2 separate regions of the Callithrix jacchus genome follow, and region 2 is linked to region 1. Evidence: chromatin contacts called from public Hi-C data. All regions are on one chromosome and are shown on one strand. Each heading gives the region's core, a stretch centred on a gene start, on an enhancer-like site or on the middle of the called end of the contact. The rest is flanking DNA. Distances are from core to core; before and after follow the strand shown.

Evidence for each region. A called contact is a pair of places that touch in the nucleus more often than the background predicts.
Region 2: a Hi-C map of skeletal muscle shows a contact between it and region 1, with 13 times the contacts expected there. The contact joins two enhancer-like sites. A contact is called at or near these places in 3 of 3 Hi-C or Micro-C datasets (induced pluripotent stem cells and skeletal muscle).

What each region holds. Positions count from the first base shown.
Region 1 is chr2:141,270,762-141,275,209 of calJac240_pri, reverse strand. All of the region lies in intron 1 of PIK3R1 (phosphoinositide-3-kinase regulatory subunit 1), which reads left to right. Among named protein-coding and RNA genes, the nearest start is that of PIK3R1, 40 kb to the left of the region's middle. Within about 2 kb of position 1,314, at least 3 of the 16 cell types and tissues checked have an H3K27ac peak or open chromatin away from gene starts, as enhancers often do. A contact at or near this core is called in skeletal muscle, where this site is marked.
Region 2 is chr2:142,252,766-142,257,044 of calJac240_pri, reverse strand. No RefSeq gene overlaps it. Among named protein-coding and RNA genes, the nearest start is that of CD180, 38 kb to the left of the region's middle. Within about 2 kb of position 2,939, at least 1 of the 16 cell types and tissues checked has an H3K27ac peak or open chromatin away from gene starts, as enhancers often do. A contact at or near this core is called in skeletal muscle, where this site is marked.

The DNA.
Region 1 (4,448 bases), core at 65-2,564:
TACACAATGAACAGAGCAGCAGAGCTTCCGACTGCTAGTCTTTCTCTTTTCATACTGAATTCAGTGTGATATCACACCAAATTTGATTTGACAGCTAGACCCTCCAGTCCGTCAGCATCATCTGGGGTCTGGTGTAAGACCAGCCTGTAAAACTCACGCATGTAGGCAACAAGTTACCAGTAAGAAGATCAATCATTGGGATTCTGTCTTGCACAGTGGTCTGGGTTTTCTCTCTGTGGCTGGTAGGCTCAGCCTCAATCCCTGCTACTCAAAGTGTGGTTGTGGTCCAAGGACCAACAGCATGGGCATCATCTGGGAGCCTGTTGGAAATGCAGAGTCCCACACCACACCCCGACCTCCTGAATCAGGCTATTCACATGTACATTAAAGTTGGGGAAGCACTGCCTTAGGAACATTCTGACACGCAGAGGCTATTTCCTAAATACTTACAGAATTGTGTTTGACATTGACATTTTCTAGACAAGGTTCCATTCCTCCCTTTGGGTGCAGTGTACTCGTGTTAGATCAGGGTTACCATAACAAAACACTGGTGTTTATGTCTGTACCATCATAGACATTTCAAAATCTATTTCTCACAGTTCTGGAGGCTGGATGTCTGAGATCAGGGTGCCAATGTGGTTGGGTTCTGGTGAGGGCCCTCTCCCTAGCCTCCAGGGTGCTGCCTTGTCACTGTGACCTCACGTGGGAAGGGTGGGGAGAAAGCTCTCTGGTGCTGCTTCTTATAAGGGCATGAATTCCATCATGAGAGCACTTGCCCTCATGACTTCCTCTAAACTCAGTTGCCTCCCAAAGGCCCCATCTCCAGATACTGCCGCATGAGGGTCAGGGCATCAACATGAATCTGGGGGAAGGGACACAATTCTGTCCATGGCAACTGACTTCTGCATCTGACTTTAAAATACATCTTTTAAAAAAAGACTGGTAGATAAATATGTAAATAAAGCAAATATGATAAAATGTTAGGTGAAAGATAATATGGGCGTTCACTCAACAATTCTTTTAACTTTTTAGTATGTTTAAAAATGTCAGATAACTCCCTGTAGTTAATTGGAATGAAACCTGGTGGTGCTTTTTTCGCCAGATTTCTATCCAGGCTTTCTTAAGAGTGCTTGTTCAGTCTAGCTGGACAAACTTGCCTTTTTGGCAGTTCCTCTCTCTCTCTTGCCACTCACTTTCTCCTTAGTCAGCCAGTGTCCTGCTTCTGCACTGTCAGTGAGGTCCCAGCCTGGATCCAAAGCTTCTTTCTGGTCTCCAGTCTGCCAGCAGCATCTTTCTGTCCAGTTCCTCTCCTTCCCCCTGCCCTCTCCTAATCAGGGGATCCTTCAGTTGCTTGTGACATCACGGCTTGTCCAGTTACATTTTAAAACTCTGCTTTATTATTTTTAAGCATTTCTAACGTGACATTGTATTAGTTTGACTCTGAAATGTATCATCACATATAAGTAGGAGAGAAGGTGTCTCCACAAGTTTACCCTCAGTCAGAGATAGTGTGGTTCATCTGGAATGCCCCTGGCTTTCTCTGGTTATTAACAGGGACTCCTATTGCTTTTCTGTTTACAGTGTTAATTGTCTGCATTTCAAAGTAGTTCATAACAAGAGAGAGAATGTACTAACTTGTTATTTGGGAGGAAGTACAAAAACTGTTATTGTCAAGATCATTTAACTTGAACATAATCAGAAAGTATTAAGGTTATTCCCTTCTGGGATTGACCATCAGATATCTGTGTCACACAACACCCTTATTGCAGATACCTTTTAAAGTAGGGAGGTTTGCTGGAAGTGTTGGGAAACTTATCATAGGTTTCTTTCCTTGATTGGCACTTGGATACTCTGGTGCTGGGAGGACAAGCCCAAACTAAATACATAGATACTACTTAAGAGCTTTGTAACATTGGCCAAATAATTTCTCTAAGTCTCTGTTTCCTTGCCTTTATATTGGGGATAATAGAGACTATACACTTTTGAACTGCTATGAAAAATAAATGAAAATATTTTTGTAAAATACTTACTGTGGGAACGTGGCTCCTAGTTGATGTTCAATACTAGTGATTCATTCATTCAACAAACAATCTAGCACCCCACTGCATGGTATGACCTGTGATTTTTCTTCTTTTTTGGGGCTTCTGGGTCGTACTTCATATGAAATCTTTCTTAGCACAGCGAAAGACCAGCTTTCCTTATACATCATGGGCTTCAAAAATCCTGTGGACTCAAGTATAAATTATTTTTCTGGTGAGGAGAGGAGGAAGTCCACTTCTTCCCCATTTACATCCTGCCTAGCATTTTAATTTGCTGTGCACTGTAAATTGTAATCTTAGAATCAGACTCCAATTTAGGTGATAAGAATCACGATTAATTAGGCTAGCCCATCAAAGATTAAATGTAATCTTGCATTTCAGTTACCTCTTGACTCCAAAGCTTTAACTAAGGTCGTCAGAAACAAAGATGTTATGTCTGCTTATGTTTAATAAGAAGATCTTTGCCTGATGTTTGTTTTCTATACCAGTCTGTTGTCTAGAAATAAAATGAATGTGCAGAGGAGCTCAAATCCCTTTCATTTGTCTTCAGCTGTGCAGCAGGAGAGAGAAATGGGAGAAGATAAACTTAACGATATTAAAGACTAATTAGAGTATCTGAGGAGATTTGCAAACTTCGAGTTTAAATCTGTTGGCAACTATTTTAATTCCCTCCTGCTAGTTATCTCTGAAAATAATGTAGTTATGGCTGAAGATTTATTTCCACATCAACTCTTTGTACTCTCATTTTCAGTTGCCCGTACTTTTTTTCTCCCTCTTCCTCCAAAAAAGTTTTTATTTCCACCAAGCTTAATATAATTTAGTACACAATCGTTCCAGCTTCATTTTTCCTTCACATTCAGAAAACTGAAGTCTAATAACTCAAATATATTAGTATTGTAGTCCTTTTGGGGGAAAATGTGATAAATTAGAAATATTTTAGTTTTGACTTCTGAAGATTTTGAGTATTGTTTATATATAGAAAGGCAACATGCAAGTGTTTACCAAATATGCTTCCAGTTTGCTTCCTTATAAAAGTATTGAGAAGATTTGGTTAGTCTTATTTTATGTATGATAATTTCTGGTCTTTAAATCTGCTATTGCAATGAGTACTTCCATAATCTAAACAATAATAAAGATTACATGACTAATTCTAACAATAACAACTACCTATTAGTTTGTGCTTTCTACATACTGGGCATGATGCCTGTCATGTTTATATATATTCTTCATTTAATCCTTATTACCGTACATAATTATTCCCATTTTACAGATGAATGGGATTCAAATTAATTAACTTGCCCAAGATTACTGAATTCAGTAAGTGGCAAAGCAAGGATTAAAACCTAAGCCTCTTTGGCTTTAAAGCTCTGCTTCTAATCACTTTTTTACTACTGATTAAACAGATGTGTCCCAAAATTAAGGAACTCATCGCTGGATTTTTCTTTGCTTTTGCTTTTAGCTGCATTATCTTAGTAAAAGAACACAGGACATCATTTGTTGTAGTGTCGCCTATAAAGCTTAAGAAGTTCAAAGTTCAGGGTGTTAATCATTATAGGCATAAAGTATGAATATGCTTAAAAGGTTTATTTAAGAATTGGGATTTATTAGATTTGCCCACCAGAATATATATTTTTTCACTTGAAGTCCTGAGAGTGTTTCAGACAGAAATAGTTTTGACTCAGCAGCAGTTAGACAGACTAACCTCTTGAAAGAATATTGATCCATACTTTGCATATACATTTTCTTTTCTTTGTATTACAGTTTTAGAGGTATGTGGCAGCTTTTCACACATTTCCAAGCTGCTTCCATCAGTAATAAAATATTTGGCTTGGGCGACCTCTGGAGTCTCAGTGTTGTAGCTTAACTTTCCACTCGGCCCTGCCAGGCACTAACTTCAAAATATCTTTTTTATGGAGAATGCCTCTCGAAGGTGCAGCTGTGTGCTGGTTTCATTTTGCACTTCATAACAGTGTTGGCACCACTTAATGCAAAGAATGCCACTGTCTCCCACACACCACTGGTGCCCAATGACTGTCGAGGCCTGTCCATGTTAGTGGTTTGGGAAGGGCTGAAATTTGAAGAGAAGCCTCTTTTTCTGTTCCATGGGATTGGTTGTCACCAGGGCAAAGGGGGAAAACTAGAACTAGTGGAAACTGCAGCATCAGATGTGTCACCAGAAATTCTTCCTACAACCTGGAACACCTAGTTCATTGGTGTCCTGGTCAACATCGAAGACCGAGTCCTCCTTTCTTTTGAAGTAATGCATGTCTTGGATTCACTACTTTTAAACCTTCTTGCTGATCTTTATCCTTTTCTTTCTAAGCAATACGGATTTCTTTCAATGAAAAATGATTCAGCTAGTGAAAAACCAGGATTGGATTGTAGTAAAGGAATCAACAAATTTGCCCG
Region 2 (4,279 bases), core at 1,690-4,189, 980 kb before region 1:
GTGACACACTTTGCTATTTTCCATTTAATCTATTTCAATTAAAAATGCTGACTGTGGCTGGGCTTGGTGGCTCATGCCTGAAATCCCAACACTTTGGGAGGCTAAGGCTGGTGGATCACCTGAGGTCAGGAGTTCGAGACCAGCCTGGCCAACATGGTGAAACCCTGCCTCTCTAAAAGTATGAAAATCAGCTGGGTGCCATGGCAGATGCCTGTAATCCCAGCTACTTGGGAGGCTGAGGCACAAGAATCTCTTGAACCCAGAAGGTGGAGGTTGTAGTGAGCCGAGATTACGCCATTGTAATCCAGCCTGGGTGACGAGTGAAACTCTGTCTCAAAAATTAAAAAAAAAAAAAAAAAATTGCTGACTGTGACATGCTAATTGATTTTACATCCTGACAAATGGTTTAAGGAAACAACTTCTTTAGCTCATTTTGGTTTTCACAAGAATCTTATGAAGTCAATATGATTTTAATACTCATTTTACAGATGAGAAAACTGAGTTAATTTGCACAGGGTCATGCAGAAAAACCAAAGTCCATAGCTTATACTTTGCATTGTATTCCTTTTTCAAAACAGATTTAGTTATGTTGAAGAAACAGCTTTCCAAATTCTCATGTACTTAGTGCATTGACTGTGGACTGAATAAATACAAGATCTTGCACATATGTGTGCATGGGTACTGTTCTAGATCTAAAATATACAGATGGTGTTGTGATTTACAAAAATAAAATATTTCTAAGTACATTTAAATTTACTGTAGTTTTTAGTTATGCATGTTTTCAGTCAACTGATTAAAAATTACCACATTCAATACACAACAATCTAAGAAATTATTTGAAATTAGAATTTCTTTTCTTCCCCTAGGAAATTGATTGAAACACAGAGGTCACACTTGCAAAGAAGCAGGCTTAACCAGGGATTTATGAGTTACATTTTTAGTTTCTCCAAACTTAGCATATGCATCAATTATTAGAAAACTACAACAGTATTAGCAGCATACAGGAATTTGTCATCAAGAGAAATTACTGATATTTTCATATCTCACAATGTTGCACATATTCCAAAATATCATCTATGCTCATCATCACATCAGAATTCTGCTAGTTATATCTACCTTTAGATAGTCATATTTAGTGCATTGATAAACCACTGCATTAGTATATCACAAAATTTGCTTTGTCATATTCTGATGGATAATTAAATTTCAATATAATTTTATGAATTCAAATTCATTATAATTTAGAAAATAGGAATATAAAAAGGATTCTCGGGCCTCACCAGATGACCAAAGTGGGACATGGCTCCAAAATAGATGAAGGCTTTAGCTAGAGCAGGGGGAGGGGCTTGAACATAGCTGATGGTCTATGGATTGCCTCTTTAGAACTGGGTCATCTTTCTAGCTATCCAAGAGCAACATCAATTATTGTGGACTGTCGGGCAAATGGGCAAATAGGGTGCCATTTCTAGGAGAGGTGGAAATCAATGAGGTACAGTGCTTTGGTCCTTTAAGTCTTTCTCTGGTCTCTGTTCTACCCTGCTTATTTTAGAGTCACGTGTTTGTCTTCTTCTTCCCTGTGATATGCCTCTGCCTCTTGTTATTTGCTGTACAAACTCATGAAAGGACCTGAGAATTCATTAGTGTGTTTTCCTGAATTTAAGTTGAGAAAGTCACTGTGGTTTATTGGATGCTTATTATTCCTGGTCTCAACAAAAAACCAACATGACTGATTTTCTTCATAACAGGGTGGCAAAAGCCTACATTTCTGGACGGAGTCCTGACATTAGTCTTCCTAAATTATCATATTGCCTCACAGAAATAAAAGGCTGGGGAAGTGGCCAGTGTTTTAAATTATTTCTAGGCCAGCGTTGTAAAGTGCTGTGAACACTAAGTAATACATAACAGACCTACACTCTCACAAAAGTCTCTGCTCTGATGAAGCCTTGTGATGGTTTTCATTTGTGGTGTTAAATTTAGCCATAAAGTTCTGTACATTTACAGAAAAACATTATTGTATGATGTATGAATTTAAATGTTTGACAGAGCAGAATTATTTTTATCTTGGGATCATAAAAATACACGAGCTTTAATTTACCTCTGAAATTCCTTTGAGGTGGTATAAACTACATTATGTTATCACAGTTATCTTTCTTAAAAGCAAGCTGAATAACTCCCTCCTCTTCTGCGGTCTTCCATATTCCTCTACTGTCGATAGATGGAGTTCAAGGTTCTTAGGATGGAATCCAGTGTTCATGGTCTGGGATCTGCCTACCTCTTCCACTTCAAGGTTAGCCATTTCCTCACATGTATTTCTATTTTAACCTTACTCACGGTATTTTGCATTTTCCTGAACACATTTTGATTTCTCCAACTTGCACAACTCTGCACAGGCTATTCAATATTCCTTCCTGATTTACTTCCTGTAAAACACCTATTGGTCCTTTGAAACAACTCTCAAGCTTTACCTTCATTCTAAGGTCTTCCTTTATGTTGACCTCCATTCATTGCTACCTATCCACTGTAAACAGGAGAAACTGTCTGTGTTCTCCTATTAACTGACAGTGTTGATCTGAATGCATTAAAATGGTTTGTTAGCGTAAGAACAGTGTCTGCATCTCTATTCCAGGTGCTCGGCATGTGGCAGAGGCACGTAGGATGTTGAAGGAATATTGAAGTTACATTTACGTAACTGATGGCATCTTGGGAGGACAGAGTAGTACAATTTAAGGATTTCATGCTGTATGGATCACTACTTGTACGGTTTCTTACAACCTCTTAGCCTACCTTTTGACTCCAGGCATTGCTATGATAACTGCGTGATTGTAACCTATCAGCCTCTTCTTTCAGCTGCACCAACAAACTCTTGCTTTCTGACCAGGGGCTTCTCTGAGGCTGTTGCTGACTTTGCAGAAAGTAGGTTAGCCATTCTGCCCTATGCACACTCTGAAAATGAGAGCGAATTAAAATCCCGTGGGGCAATGATGGGAGCTGAAGACAGTACTTCCCGTGGCATTCCTTAGAAAGACATACGAGGACTCATTCTACAAGGCAATCCAAGGCGTCCCAAGAGGAGGGCTCCTCCCTTGCCCATGCCAGTGACAGCTCAGTAAAAGACCTCTGGAATGACCTTTTCCTCCTCCTGTTTCAATCTGCCTTGTTCTTTCCTCCTGTTCTTTGGAATCATTTCCCGAACTAAGCTCTCTTGTCTCAGGTTTAGCTTTTGGTGAGAATCCAGGCTAAGACAGCTTGTTTAAAATCAGCTTCACTCAGTTAACTTTTTCTTAGATTTAGAGATGTTTGGAAACTATTTACAAGTCTCATAAAATAAACACTAAATAAAGATGGTATAGAAAACAAGTAAATAGGGTGGCATCCATTATATTGTATGTAAATGTGCTATAAAGTATGAAGTATTTTGTGAATTAGGCATTCTTCTTTCTTCAGTCAGAAGACAGACCCAGCCAATTGCTTAGTTTTGTGAAAACATTTCTCCATAATTCTACAGCTGTGTCTTAGATGGTAACTGAATAGTAATGTTTTGATTACGGCTTTGCAGATGGTGAGGCCCTAGACACAGCAGCTTTCTTCAATCAAGTGGTGAGGTCCTAGAAGACACATGTCCTTCCCATAGGTCACTGCAAGGATCTTGAGCATGAAACCCTATGCTCAGAGCAGTGGGCTGGAAGCCTTGCTCCAGTGTGTGTGTGTATGTTTGCATGTGTGTGAGTGTGTGTACATGTGTCTGTGCCTGCATGTGTGTATGTTTCTTTCTGTGTAAGCACCAAGTATGGATTCCAGTGTAATTATTCTATATATTATAATCTTCGGATTACAAATAAACAAATGGTATTTCTTTTGGTAATGAAGGGTATTGGACAGTAAAATTGATATCCGAAACCTGTACATTACAATCGCTTAAACCATAGAATTCTTGTATCTTTTGCAGCTAGAAGAGACATTCAAGGTCACTCAGAGCTACAGACCTAGATGGTTTCCAACAGAGAGCAGCACTGGAACCCAGGCCTCTGGAGGCCCCTTCCCATGGTCCTTCTGGCACATCACACAGCCTTCTCTTAATGATTCTTCTTTTAAACCAGAGGTCAGCAACCTTTTTCTATAAAGGGCAAGATAGTCAATTATTTTGGCTTTGCAGGCCAATGGTCTCTTCTGCAGCTGCTCAACTCTGCCTTTGTGGTGCGAAAGCAGTGGTAGAGGGTCCTTAAATGAAGAGTGTGGCTGTGTTGCAATAAAGGTTTCTTTACAAACATAGGTGTAGGTT